2 separate regions of the Mus musculus genome follow, and region 2 is linked to region 1. The links are chromatin contacts, called in public promoter capture Hi-C maps. All regions are on one chromosome and are shown on one strand. The core of a region is the stretch at or near the end of the contact, and the rest is flanking DNA. Distances in the headings are between cores, read along the strand shown. Region 1 holds the start of Ric1 (RAB6A GEF complex partner 1). Region 2 holds the start of Btaf1 (B-TFIID TATA-box binding protein associated factor 1).

Region 1 (7,448 bases), core at 2,549-5,048:
CAAAGGGCAAACCTCTAGTAACACATCACACTGAAAACCAAGCAACAAACCCAATTTAGTGATGAAATGTGCTATTTTAATTATCAAAAAGCAAAGTGGATATCTATAGAAATGTTTGTTCATAAACCAAACAGCATTCACATGTATCTTCCAAATTTGTCTAGAAAATTAGTCTGAACAGATATGACTCTAAAACACTGGAATTTCAAATAGCAATTTAGTACATAATAAAGGTAGCTATAACTGGTTCATAAAAGTTTACTAGAGGGGGCTGGAGAGATGGCTCAGCGGTTAAGAGCACAGACTGCTCTTCCAGAGGTCCTGAGTTCAATTCCCAGCAACCACACGGTGGCTCACAACCATCTGTAATAAGATCTGCTGCCCTCTTCTGGTGTAACCGAAGACAGCTACAGTGCACGCACATAAAATAAATAACTCTTAAAAAAAAAAAAAAAAAAAAAAAAAAAAAGGGGGCTGGTGAGATGGCTCAGTGGGTAAGAGCACCTGACTGCTCTTCTGAAGGTCCAGAGTTCAAATCCCAGCAACCACATGGTGGCTCACAACCATCCCTAACAAGATCTGACTCCCTCTTCTGGTGTGTCTGAAGACAGCTACAGTGTACTTACATATAATAATAAATAAATCTTTAAAAAAAAAAAAAAAAAGTTTACTAGAAGACCCATAAAATGTACTGTTATTTTTAGAGATTTTAGTTTAATGTTCCCATAGTCTAATGGGTAATCAAAATTTCACATACAGCAACTTTTTCGGACAAGCAAATAACCAGTTGAGACTAAATGCACATTTCTTCCTCAAAGCAGGTTTTCTCTTTTAAAACTACCCTTTTCTTATGCATGTTTACTTTATTGAGTACTAACAAAATTTCAAACAAACAAAATCTAATTATTCTTTCTCTTTTGAGTCACTATCGCTGCCTTCAAATGTCCTAATGTAACTTTTTACCACTTCAACTCTGTAAACCCCTTTTGAACTTCACAATAGTCTAAAAATTAAATAAATAAAATCAACATTCATATTCTCAATGAAGGTATTTTAAACCAATTCATTCCAAATTATGGGTATAAGTGATAGCCTCTTTGATTTACCTAGAGGTAGTTTTGCTTTTAATATTTTGAACCTAAACACTGTGTTGTAAAGTTTGGAAATAAGAAAGTTAAAATGAACGTTCTCACAGGATAAGAAAAGCTACAAGCATATATCCCAAGAGAAGGAGACTTGGCAGGTGGAGCCTGGCACCGTTCCCACTCCTCAGCCACATAATCAGACTTTGAATCATCTCATTTAAGCATGATTTTCTAAATCACAAAGCTTGTGCACAGAGTTTCAGGTTAACTCTAAACCTAGAGTGCCCTGTAGGCTCCCTACCATAGTCCAGAAATTGATTTCACTTTATGCCTCTGAACCCATATATTTCCCCGAAATCTACCCTCTGAAAACGTTTTCTTTCCCTGTGTGTGATTGTTTTGTATGTGTGTGAAATTCTAAGTTTCACACACTAGAGATCAGTAGTAACCAAGGTACTTTTGTGAGACTCAGGTGTGTAGAGTGGGAGTTTGAAGGGAATGAACAGAGGATGCATAAGTTCCATAACACTACATCTAACTCCCAAGCCAAACAGATTTTATCCATGTCACAATGTCCACAAGACAACTGAGACTCATTTTAATGTGGGGGTGGGGGTGGGGTGTGTGTGGAGAAGGTAGCCTACAAGCTTCTGGCCTACCATGCTAAACTTACATAAATCAGATTTGTATCCTTAGGGGTTAAAATGATTAAAACGTTAGATTTTAAAAGTGTTACATTCGAACAAAACTACTAAATTTAGGAAACAATGTAAAATTCAACTTCTAATTATGCTCTTCCAAACAACTATTGACTTTAAATAGTTGCACTACATAAAAGTTGTTCAACTGCTCATAAATTGAAAACGGATCTCACTTAGGTACCAACTTACATTTACAACGCACATATTTAAAAATTCAATTCAGCACGGATCTGAGTATCACATTGCTGATGCTGTAATTGTTTAGTAACCTGCGGTTTTCATACCTTTCTGAAAATTAGGTCAGCCAAAACTTAGTGACAAATAGCCTAACTATGTAATAGTAAAAGAGAAACCAATTAAATTGCTTAAATTCTAGCATCGGTTTTACCACAGCTGTGTGTGCGGACAATCAAGGGCATTATCAGCACACCATGGTAATAAGCAGAGATCTAAAGGGTTTAACCAAACCAAAACCAGTGTTTCACATATCTAGCAAGGGCAAGGTCAACCAACCTCTAGTCTCTTTTCAAGACCACCACCACTCTGACATCAATTAGTACTGTCTCTCTGAATGCAGTGTGTGGGGGGGGATCTTAAAACTCAGAATTCTGTAATTTTTACAGATGTCCAGGAGCAACAAAAACCGGACGGGGGCTAGCCCATTCACCCCTTACTTTTTCAAGTTAATTCTCTTATCTACTCGGAACTCAAGGCACGGGAGGAAAAAAAAAAAAAAGCCAGGCTGAAAGCAAAGAATTCTGACCCCATGCTCTTTCTAAGCCTGGAAATAATAATTTCCAGGTGCGGCGCGGACAGACGTGAGCTCCCCGACTCTCCAACCATCCCAGCAGAGCTCTCCAGAGTCCAAGAGCAGCCAAGAAAAGGACTGGAGTCCGTGATGTGTGGGGGAGACCCGGAGCTAAAGTTACCAGATATCTACACTCAAACCCAACAAGTCTTTAAGTTTTCAGAAATCAATTACCACAGGACTGTAAATTCTGACACTTGGTAAAGACCAACAGGCTTTCCGGAACTCCACTAAACAACAACCTTTAAAGCAGGGGTGGGGGGTGGGGGAGCGGGGACGCCACAGCTGCCGGAGTGCTGGGGGACGCTCCAACAGATTGGCTCGGCGGCAATGGGGGCAGAGAGGCAGGCAAGTCTGGGCTCCGCCAGGGAGCTCCAGGCCTGGCGCGCGGCTGTGGGTGCCACGCGGGGACTGGGGTGCAGTGGAGACTGTCCGCGCGCGGCTCCAACTCGAGAGCGAGGGTCGCTCGGGGTAAGTCGGGACCGGCTGGGGTCGCTCGGGGGTAGTTAGTTGGGACGGGACCGCCGTCGCTCCCTCGGAGGGAGTCGGGACTGGCCGGGGTCGCTCGGGGGAAGTCGGGACCGGTCCGGGGTCGCTCGGCGGCAGTCGCGCCAGTTCCAGGGTCACTATAGGGAGGGTGATCAGGATGGTTCTGGGTTCGCCCGGGGTTAGTTGGGACCGGACGGTGGTCGTTCGGAGGGAGTCGGGACGGGGCCAGGGTCGCTCGGGGAGAATCGGGACTAGATCCGGGCCTCTCTGGGGAAGTCGGGACCGGACAGGGGCCGCTCGGGGGAAGTCGGGACGCCGGCGCCTACTTACTCGGCTGTACCAGATGCTGAGGCGGGCCGGGGCCAGCACGGCGAAGAACGCTCTCCGAGGGTCAGACTGGACGTGGAGCGGCGCCTCGGCCGGGCTCCGCGGCGCGCAGAGCAGCCTCTTGGGCCAGCCGCTCAGGAAATACATGGTCCGCGCGCGGCCCCGACAGCCCCCCGGCGGCCCCGGCCGTGTCTGTCACGCTCGGCGGCCCCGGGCCAGGCGCCCACCTCCCACACCGCCACCGGCCGAGTCGGCGGCGGCGACAGCGGCAACTCGGGGCATCTGCCCGGGGGCCGGGCCGGGCCGGGCCGACGCGATGCTGCGCGACGCAGTCTGGGACGCTGACCGGCCGAGGGTGGGGGAGGCGGGCGGCCAGTGGGCCCGCGGCGGGAGGAGCCGAGGCCGGCCCGCCCCGCTCGCCGCTCGCGTCAGCACGCCGCACGGCGCGGGGAGGCTCCGCCCGGCTCCCTCGGACCGCCCCGCGTCAGAACGCAGGCCGCGGGGCAGGACGTCGAGGGCTCGGGACGCCTTGCTGGCTGGCGACCTGGCGCGTGGAGCTGGGGACCGGGATGAGGCGACAGGCTCAGTCAGTGACAATCGGAGCGGCCGGGCCCACTTGCACGATCCCTGGATTGGCGCGACCTCCGGGGTTGAAGGGGGCGGGGCGAGCGGAGCGCGCGTCACGTGACTCCCGGGCTGCGCTTGGAGCTGGGTCTCTGCGACTCCAAGGCTTGGGGTTCGAGTCTGTACCCACAAATCCTTTGTGTGCTGCGGTTTAAAGTGAGAGCTGGTGATGTCCCTGGCCGTACAGAGCTTACATTCTAGGCAGGCTCTTTATTCAGTCACTAAAGTGCTTCAGTCTTGTCTGCCTGTTTAGTTATTAATGCTAGGCGAAGCCAGATGGGGTCTTTTGCAGCCCCAGTAAACTGTTCAGGAAAAGAAATGGACTTAGGTTTTGTGTTGATCCAGACTGGAGATACCGTATTGATGTTTTTAATTTGGGGGTTGGGAGGAATGAAGGGGTGCTCAACTTTTGGACCTGGAACCTTAAAAATAGCTGCAGCTTTTTGTAACTCTTTCAAAGTTTAAAAGTAACAACAAAGTAACAATCCGGATTTTAATAACAATGTAACTTTCCGTAATTGTTCTAACGCTTGCTTTTCGAAGACGTTGACTAAAGTCCCAGCTCACTAGCCTTTTGTTTCCAGAGGATCTCCTAGAATCTCTGTCCTGGTGTGTCCCACAGGCCAACACAGCATTCCTGGGATATTTTAAGCAGAGCAGACCTGAAAACTATTTTTCAGATTTTCATCTGTGTGGACGGAATCTTGATGATCCGAGTTACACCCGCTGGATAAATCAAGAGGTCCAGAGAGGTCTCTGCCTTGCCAATATAAAATCATAGAAGAACTTCGTTGTCTAGTACTTTTCAGACAGAGTTGTACACGTGGCAGAGGAAGTGAAAATGTGCTGCAATTCCATTGAGAATGTTTGCTCTACCTCTACTTCAGTGTGTTCATGTGCCTCACCAGTGTGTCTGCAATCATGGGCAGTGTAGATGTTTCTAAGTAATTTTTAATTGTTTTTTTTTTTGACCTCACTTACTGGTGAGCTTCTGGGTGGGATTCTCCTCCTGTGATCTTTTGTAGCAGCTAAGGTCTACAAAAAAATTAAGAGGATGCTTTGATTTAATTCCACAGAAAACCACAGATGATGGTGCTGGATCATCGCTAGTTAAAGTGCTGGATATGCCCAAGGTCACATGGCCTAAGAAAAACTGCTCTCCCTTCCAAGGACCCAGCAGTCTTTAGACCAGCTCAAGGTGAAGTGTGAGAGTGGCCTGAACATGGACAGGAGGAGGAGACCCTCTGGTCCTTTCTCACTTGGGAGTGATGGGTAAAATATCTCACTGTAAATCTCCCTAAGTGTTACCCACTGTGACTGAAACGTTATATAATATAGACCGACCTGAGGTTCAAAGATCATACTTTAACATTGTGAAATGTGCTAACAATTCCAGTGCTCAAATCTTCTGTCCCCCCGTACCCCCCCCCCATCACCACTTTCTCCCTCCATCACCACTCCAGCCAAACTCTCTGGATGACTTTGAACCTCACGTAAACTGGTAAAAGTAGGTACATATTTGGTTCTATCAGACTTAACTTTTTTATTACAAGAGTACTCTTGATCAGGGTGCATGGAAACAAGTACCTCTATAAACCATGTATTGGAGGATAAGTTGATACAATTTCTATAAAGACTAGTGCCATTATGTGGTCTATGCATGGAGAAAGAGACAGATATCCAGACCCTCCTATATTATTTTGTAAGGAGACACAGAGTTTTAGCCTTAAATCATACCTCATAAGCCAGGCATGATGGATACCTATTGTATTTGGCTATTCTTGGTAGCCGGCTTGACTACATCGGGAACCAAAGTGGCTAGGTACACATGTGAGGGATTTTGGTTTTGTTTATGAATTAAGTCATTGGCAGTGGGAAGAAGACACACTTCTAATCTCAATGTTCTGAGGTGAGACTCTGGGCCACAGCTTCTGCTGGCAACCTGTATGCAGGAAGAAAGCAGCTTTTGCCCCCTTCCTGTTTGTTCTTGCTTTCGCTGGCACATCCATTTCTTCTTGGAATTAAAGCCTACTTCTTTGGGACTCTGGTGAATACCGAAGACCAGCTGAGACATCCAGCCTTATGGTCTGAACTACTACTGGATTCTTAGATCTTGCATTGGTAGACAGCAATTGTTGGGCTTGCTGGATCACAGCCTGTAAGCTATTCTAATGAATCACTGATAGATGGTAGATAGATAGATAGATAGATAGATAGATAGATAGATAGAGATTCATTCTATAAGTTCTGTGCCTCTAGAGAACCTTGACTAATAAACCTGTAATTCCTGTATGTGAAAGATAGACACAGGAATTATGAATTCCAAGCCAGTCTGACCTAATGAGGCTCTCCGTTAAATAAGTTAAACACACACACACACTTGATATACCACAGAAGAAAAATATAGTTGTCCTCCAAAAATAGAATTGTCTTTACTTATAATGGCATATTTTATAAAAATAAAAAAACTATGTTGGAGAATATGCTATAAAAGTATATTAATTGTATTATGAAGTAATACAAATGGTCTACACATATTTTATAAAATATTCCATGCTTATGAAGAAACACGTTTTCACAAAAGGAAAAAAAATTGTACCAAAATGTTGATGTTTTAAAAATCCCTTTAAGTATGGGCATTTAATATGTTTCCTTTGGGCTTTTTTGTATCTTTCTAAATTATGTTTAAAGAATGTATGTTATTTTTGTACTAAAACTATAAAACAGTAACCTTGTTAACAGTCGAATGTTCCACTTGACCTGCTTCAGGTAGGGCTGTGCATCACTGGCAAATCAAAGACAGTAATGCAGTAATGTAGAGTTTCAGGCACTGTCTCAAGAGTATCGAGAGAAGGATTAGTAGAAAATAATTAGTCACCAGACTAAAACTAGGCTCTGTGTATTTGCATATAGTCACAGGTTTCTGAGACAAAGCCACAAATGGATTTTGGTTCTAAGCGTCCCACTTGTAATGTCTGGGGACCCCCCTAAGAGCCTGTGATGCTAGGCACTGCTGGGGTTTGTGGCTCTTCCTTATGCTTTCAGCATCTGATTTATTACACTTGTATGGCGTGCATTTGCTTCTGGATGGACTCCTAATCACTTGTACTTTCTGCAAACTGATAGCTGAGCTCTGTTTTGCTTTAAAGCAATGTGGAAGTAACCAGGCACATGAAAAGATAAGTAATATGCATGAGACAGGATTGCTCTCAGGTTACTAAGATTTCAAGCTGAATGAGGGATTCTTGGGAATTCATTGTGTTATTCCCTCCACTTTAACTTTCAATTTTTGCCAGAGATTTAATTGAAAATATTACAGCGTAGCGGAAATATTCAGATTCAACCCGAAGCTTTGGAATGAATTCCCGCTGTAGGCTGAGTGATTTGTGGTCTGGACAGACTGCCAAAGGCCGA
Region 2 (7,448 bases), core at 2,254-4,753, 7.4 Mb before region 1:
CCAGGGCTATACAGAGAAACCCTGTCTCAAAAAAAAAAAAAAAAAAATTGCATATTAGCAAATAACATGACTGAAGTGATAAATAATTTGGAGATGCCAACAAGAACAAGTACAAAGAAAAAAGCTGCTGTGAGCTGGTCAGATCCTCCTCCTGCTGCTGCTGCTGCTGCAGGTGAAGGCGGTTATACTTATTTATTTATGTATTTATTTTTTGTATATGAGTACACTGTAGCTGTCTTCAAACACACCAGAAGAGGGCATCAGATCCCATTACAGATGGTTGTGAGCCACCATGTGGTTGCTGGGAATTGAATTCAGGACCTCTGGAAGGGCAGTCAGCACTCTTAATCACTGAGCCATCTCAACAGCCCCTCACACAAAACTTTGTTGGGGGGGGTTGGGGGGGTTGAGTCAGGGTTTCTCTGTATAGCCCTGGCTGTCCTGGAACTCACTTTGTAGACCAGGCTGGCCTCGAACTCAGAAATCCACCTGCCTCTGCCTCCCGAGTGCTAGGATTAAAGGCGTTGTGCCACCATGCCTGGCCACACAAAACTTTTTAAAGAGAGCATTTCTTTCTGCTTCCTAACTGTGGATGCAGTGTGTCCAACTGTCTCATGTTCCCACACGCCTTCCTAACCATGACCAACTTTACTCTCAAACTGAGCCAAAATAAAACCCCTTTCCTTTAAAAAAAAAAAAAAAGAAAGAAAGAAAGAAAGAAAGAAAGAAAGAAAAAAAATGAAAGAAAAAGAGGGAAGAAAGGAAGAAAAAAGTTTGTGTTGTTGAGTGTGTGTGTAAGAGTGCGTGTACGCCCCCTCACCTATTGCAGATGTCTTGGACTAGACGTTTGGAGTTTGGATAACGCGTCAATTATAGAAAGTCAGAAAGAGGGGCTGCAGGAAGCTTAGAAAGGTGGGGCAGGATTGGACCTAGTGACTGGCTAGATAAGAGGAAATGAAAAAGACAGGAAGACTACTCCAGATTTCCGGACAGAAGAAGGAGCAACAGTACCAATGTTTATAAAATCTTAAAATGCTGGGCAGTGGTGGCACATACCTTTAATCCCATCATTCAGGAGGCAGAGGCAGGTGGATCTCTAAATTCAAAGCCAGTGTACTCTACAGAACCAGAACAAGTTCCAGGACAGCCAAGGTTACACAGAGTAACCCTTGTGGGGTGAGGTTAAGGGGTCTTAAAAATATAAGGTTTCTCTACAGTTATGGGCATTGACATAAACAGAGCAAAAGTATTTATTTGATTCTGGCACACGATCTCCATTTCTCAAACTACATTCTGCCTATTTTACATAAAAGTACTTAAAGGAATCCCCACTTCCACAATAGCAACGAGAGAAAAATGGAGCTTACTCAGCACAGACTTATGCTTAGTGCATGACATCAGACCTGAAACTACAAAGTTTGTTTTTCAAACTGAATCCACAAATATTTTTAAAAGTCCAATACCTCCTCCCAAGCAAGGCATCCAAAGCCTTCGCTTACATTTAGATTACTAAACTAAGCATGGAAGAAGCTTCTATAAAATGTGGCTGGCTTTAATTATGGCAGTGAGTTTTAAAAAAAAAAAAAAAAAAACAGGAACAACAAACAGCAGTTCTCTTTGAAAGCAGATCATGAGGACCAAAAGCCTTTAAAGCCCACTCTTTCTTTCAAAAGTTGGATCTATAGATTAGTGCTAAGCGAAAAAGATCAATTTTTTTAAAGCACTATCATTTTGCCTCTATAACGCTTTCCAACATTGTACAAATATAAACCTACTTCACGAAAGGAAGTACTAATTCCCTTAAATTAAAAAACCCTGAGAAGGCCAGGTAACACCACATCTCTAATCCCAGAACCAAAGCTCCTTCTGAGTTCGAGGCTAGCCTGGGCTACATGAGCCCCTTGTCTCAAAGAAGAAAGAGAAGACAGAAAAGAGACTTTAAATCTCATGCTCATGTACCAACATATTTCTGGTGTATATATTTATGCATTTACATGGAAGATAAATTATAAGATAAATCTATCTGTACTTGCAGAAATAAATGCCACTTGTATTCTCTTAAAGCAGTTTCATAGGTGCTGAAATAAGAGTCTTTCTCCCACTAAGTCTGCTTATGAAATAAAAATTAGCTGTCCCTACTACCAGTACCTAGCAACTCCCTTCACTCAGCTCCCATGGGATTCTCCCACACACTATTTCATCAGTTACCTAGGGAGTGTGTGACTTGGGTTACTCCTTCCTTATAAGAGTGTGCATAAAGGAATGTGTTCAACTAATTTCGAAAAATTAGTGAAAGCTGTTTATTTTCGTCATTTATCTCCCTCAGTCCATTTGGTGAAAGGACTCAATTCTCATTATCTCATCATCCCTAAAGGACTTTGGTAACTCTTAATGACTAAACACGGAGAGACCATCCCGACGACTTAAACGTCAGCGGGACACCAAAATCATTTCCAAGTTTTCAACTCATTCTATCATCAGAAGCTACACAAGTTAAATGTTTATACGTCTTTCCATAATTTTCCCAGACTCTTCCACGTGGGCAAAATTTTACAATAATTTAAGATCTGTGATAACGCTTGGGGAAAGATGCTAAAATAGTCATCTGCTTAAGACCACACGCTGATTGACAGAATACTTACTGCTTAACAAAAAGGAGGAATTAGACCTCAAGAAAAAAGTGAGCAAGACTATACCCGTTACGCTGTAAATTTTTTTTAAAATTTAGCATAACCAGATGGTCTCTTAGATAACAGTGTTTCAACCCCCGCCTCCATCGACAGTTACTACCAAGTTTTGCCGTGAAATGGTGGTTTGGGAACAGACTTTGATACTACGAAAGAAAAAGAAAAGAAACTCGCCTAGAAATTCAAAGAGGGAAGAGAAACCAAAGAGGAGCAACGTGGTGAAGAAAAAAGAAAAAAGGAAAAAAGAAAAAAAAAAAAAAGCCAGATCGAACGCGCCGAGTCACATTTAACCAGGAGAAAAAGCGCTTCGTGAGCCGACTTCTCCGGGTAACCCGAGCCCAAAGCGCCTGCCAGCCGAGGGAAGCCTCGGAAGTCTGGGCGAGCGAACGAGAAGCAGCGCTCACGCCCCGCACCGTCGCGCCGGGAGCCGACCGACAGCCTCGCCCGCCCGCCCGCGCGCGCTCCCCGTTAGCTGACGGGCGGCGACACCCACCTGGAGACCGCCATGGCCGGCGCCGGCGGTTCGGAACTCTCAGGGAGCTACACGCCGCGCCGCTCCGGCGTTCGTTTCCCGAGCAGAGCGGCGCAGGCCCAGGCCGCCGGGCGCAGGGCGGCAGGCGGCGCGGCGTGGAGCGGCCCGCACGGGCCTTCCGGCATGTGCCGGCCACCGGAGCTCGTCTCCGCAGCGACCAGGGTCCCACACACGGGCGGAGGCGGCGCCGCTCTGACCCGCACCACTTCAAACCGGGTGCCCCCAGCCCCGCTCTCTGCTGACGCAGACGCCGGCACGCCGGACTTAGCGTCTGCACGCCGGAAGTGACGTCACCGGCACGTTTTCCCCCCCCCCCCATCCCCACTCCCTGCCGGCGAGCGGAATGTAGCAGCGCCCCGCGGCAGTGGGAGCGGGTTGGCAGCGTGGATCGGGAGCCCGGCTCCCAGTCTTTAAGATTAATGGGAGAAACGGAAAGAGGTCTTGATCTTCCAGAGAGCGATAAAGATCACCTAGCTAAAGTTCCGAAAGTTCCAAACCTCGGTCTCTAAGTGCTCTCTCCATCCTGACCCTACTACCCAGCTAGGCGGCTTCCAAACAGGAACAAACTGGAGAAAGGAGACTCCGGCCCAGGTCGCGATGCTGTGGGCGGGATGAAGTCAAGAAGGAAACACTGCCGAGGGCTGGCTAGGGTGGTGCAGGCCTATAATCCTAGCACCTGGGAGGCTGAGGCAGCAGATTGTGAAATTGGGGGTCAGTCTGGGCTACAAAGCAATCTCCGGGCCAAGAATTTGCAGTGTGGTTCCGCGAGGAAGAGGGTGGGAGGAGGCTCAAGTGTGTGTTTACTATTATTTACCATTAAGTTCTGCATAAATGGTGAAGGGACTGCTAATGATTTTGCCTAGGCCTATCACCCTTCTTCCCGTCTTTTCCTCCTTCCGTCCCTCCACTGCCAAACACTCCTCTGTAAACTACCATAGCCTTAGAATTTGTTTTTAATGCCAGTAGTCAAACTAGTATTTCTCTAGTTTCGGCAAGCCCAGTTTATAGGCCACTGACAGATTAATCATCAAAAGCACCTGTCCTGTCGCCCTTCCTTATAAAACATGCCCACTAGCTTCTTGTTACCTATTTAGAAGTTATGTCTCAGGCTTTGAGTCTGCTTGTCATCTGTATGATGAGAAGCACTGTAAAAGGTTGTGGAAGGTGGGGAGGGATGTCATGAACCCAGGAAAGTTCACAAGAACTTGGTGAACTGTAAAATAGATCTGTATAGGAAAAGATGAACTAAGTACTTGCTAAAGTATTGCACAGGTGACTAACATTACCCCTTACATTACAAGGCAAAGCTATAAAGTAGTGTGATGTTTTTCCACGGTGGGGCTAGAAGCCCAGGATTTGGGTTCTATACGAAGTATAGAAGAGTGTTTTGAGCAAGAGAAATGATCTAGTTTACATTTTCTATATGTTTTCCCTAGTATCAAAAAATATAGGTCCAGGGCTGGAGAGATGGCTCAACAGTTAAGAATGCTGGCTGTTCTTCCAGAGGTCCTGAGTTCAATTCCCAGCAACTACATGGTGGCTCACAACCATTTGTAATGGGATCTGATGCTCTCTTCTGGTGTGTCTGAGGAGAGGGACAGTGTACTCATATAAATAAAACTATATATATGTATATATATATATATATATATACACATATATACACACACACATATATATGTATGTATACACACACACACACACATATATATATATATACATATATATATAGTCTAAAGCTTTGAAGAGAGGAAAGGCCTATTGTTATCAACTTGGTTTTTTTCCCCAAAGGCAATAGATTTTTAAAAAATGTGTATGTGTGTAGCTTCTGCCTACAGAGGCCAGGGGGCCAGAGACTATCTAAAATTCCTGGAGCTGAAGTTACAGGTGGTTGGAGCTTCCTGAGAGAATTGAACTCAGGCACTCTGGACCAGTCATGTGCTCTTAACTACTGACTTTGATTTCATTTTGTGTTGGTTTGGTTTTTGTTTTTTAAAGACAGAATTACTCTGTGTAGCCCTGCCTGTCCTGGCACTCCCTCTGTAGACCAACCTGGCCCTGACCTCCTGCCTCTGCCTCGTGTGTGCTGGATTTAAAAGTGTGGTGTGCCACCACCACCACCACCACCCTGGCTGAACTGGCTCATTTTTAAGTCCTTTCTCATAACACATAACAACTATGTGTCCAAAGAACTTTTATAATATCACTAAGTTTCATTTCTACATCTGGGAAGTGAAGAAAATAATGGTGCTGATGGAGTTGGTAGGGACTAGATGGGAACACACAGCACTGAACCAAATGACTGCCGAATAAGCACTCAACCCTACTCATTAAGCCGATGAGTCCAGGGACTGGCTCATGCTAGGCACAGTGCGACTCTGAGCTAAACCTCCATTTCTGATGACTCCTTTTGTTAACAGCATAGCCTTGAACGAGTTACTTAATTTCTGTATCTTAATTCCTCAACTGTGGAGTGGGGAAAATAACACTAGTTCACAATTTTTGACAGTATGGTTGTCTGAAGTTACACATAATGGAATTGAAAAGAAATCTAGTGCATTATAGCACTTATGATACCAGATCCCACCAGCTTCTAGGTCAGTGTTCTATAATGAAATACATTTATAATTCTATGGCATGCTGACTTTGAGAAGCATGGCACTGACTACTAGACCTATACATTTCTTGAGGATCCATGTATATCCCCAGTTTATAGTGGCTGTAGAAACACACTCTGCCTTACTCCCCTGATTTGATACCAGCTCCACTCAGTCCCTGAGCCAGAGCCACCTCTTGAAGTTCTTGGAACCAATGGTCCCTGCCTATAAGACCTCTCAATGCGAGGGAGCTGCCCCCTTACAAAGCCAGGACCTTGGCCAGGCTCAAGTGCTTGACAGATTACCAGAGATTGTGCTTTGGGATCTGTGATGGTGGTTGGAGGGGTTAAGACTAAGGTGCTTGTGCTTAGTAAGGGGTGTGAACGCCCCTCTATTTGGCTACCCAGAGCTAAGGAACATGGGCCTGGCCAGACCCAGTACCTGCAGCCTTGCCATCAGATATTAGAAGGGACAGCAGTGAGTTAGAGGGAACCGCTGGACTGGAGACAGTTCTCCAGGTGGACTCAAAGGCTCTGCCCCACCTTCTCCAAGCCTACAACCTCTTTCTTCCTAAGAGGCAGCTAGAATGCACTTGGGAGAAGAGAGAAGAAGGTCAGTCAGGGCCAGGAAGGAAACTGAAAGGGTAGGAGGACATTAATGGAGGAGAGTAATAAAGCCACTGTATTCACACGTGAAACTCAAACACTCAAGAGCATAGTCTGGGAGAGCTACAGAATAAAAAGGAATGTCGAGAGAAAATTCCACAAACCACCCCCCCCCCCCAGCAGCAGGCTCAGACAAGTGGAACCCAGAACACTTGAAATGTACTCTCAGAGGAGGGAAGAGTTGTTATTCACAGCCCAGGGCTGATGGGGTTGGACCTCCCTTGGAAAGATTTTATTTCTAGTCCTGTGTATGTGTGGCAGTATGTACATGTGAGTACAGGTTCCACCAAGGAGAGAAGAGGGTGACAGTGATGGGCCCCTAGAACTGGAGTTCAGGTGGCTTTGCTGCTAGGAACCCAGTTCTGCTTCTCTGCTAGAGCAGTACAGTAAGCACTCTTCACTCCAGCTATAAAAGGTTACCTTATGCTATTTTGTGGTTTACTTCTTTACTAGTTTTTAATACAGTCTTGCTGTTTCTCAGGCTGACCTGAACCTCACTATGCTGCCCAGTCTAGCCTTGAGTGTGTGCTTCTCCTGCCTCAGCCTTTAGTGTTGGAATTACAGGCATGAGCCACCAGGCTACTCCAGCTCTGCTTCGTTTACCATGCTTTTGAACTTATCTTTTTTATTTATTTGGTTTTTTGAGACAGGGTTTCTCTGTGTAGCCCTGGCTGTCCTGGAACTCACTCTGTAAACCAGGCTGGCCTTGAACTCAGAAATCCGCCTTCCTCTTCCTCCCAAGTGCTGGAATTAAAGTCATGCACTACCACTGCCCGGCTCTTTTGAAGTTATCCTGATTTTTCTGTGTGCCCTTCCCTTTTCTTCTTGATGTTTGTGACATCTGTGGATCTAGCTCATAATTTTAATGTAATTGAGAATAAGGCCACAAGATGTCAGACTTTAGCTGAAAAATCTATCAAGAGCCTTCCAGCCCTTGATAATATCAGAGCATTTGGTGGGCAAGGAG

The links. Promoter capture Hi-C pulls out the DNA fragments that hold promoters and counts their contacts.
Region 2: a contact with region 1 is called in a promoter capture Hi-C map of cranial neural crest.

Annotation. Positions count from the first base shown.
Region 1 is chr19:29,518,632-29,526,079 of GRCm38.p6, reverse strand. Ric1 (RAB6A GEF complex partner 1) reads right to left here and starts at 3,798. Exons shown (of 26, transcript NM_001081319.1): 1 at 3,414-3,798. The coding sequence starts at 3,557. A930007I19Rik (RIKEN cDNA A930007I19 gene) reads left to right here and starts at 4,093. Exons shown (of 4, transcript NR_015567.3): 1 at 4,093-4,190; 2 at 5,111-5,232.
Region 2 is chr19:36,922,134-36,929,581 of GRCm38.p6, reverse strand. It overlaps Btaf1 (B-TFIID TATA-box binding protein associated factor 1), which reads right to left and starts at 3,503. Exons shown (of 38, transcript NM_001080706.1): 1 at 3,181-3,503. The coding sequence starts at 3,194.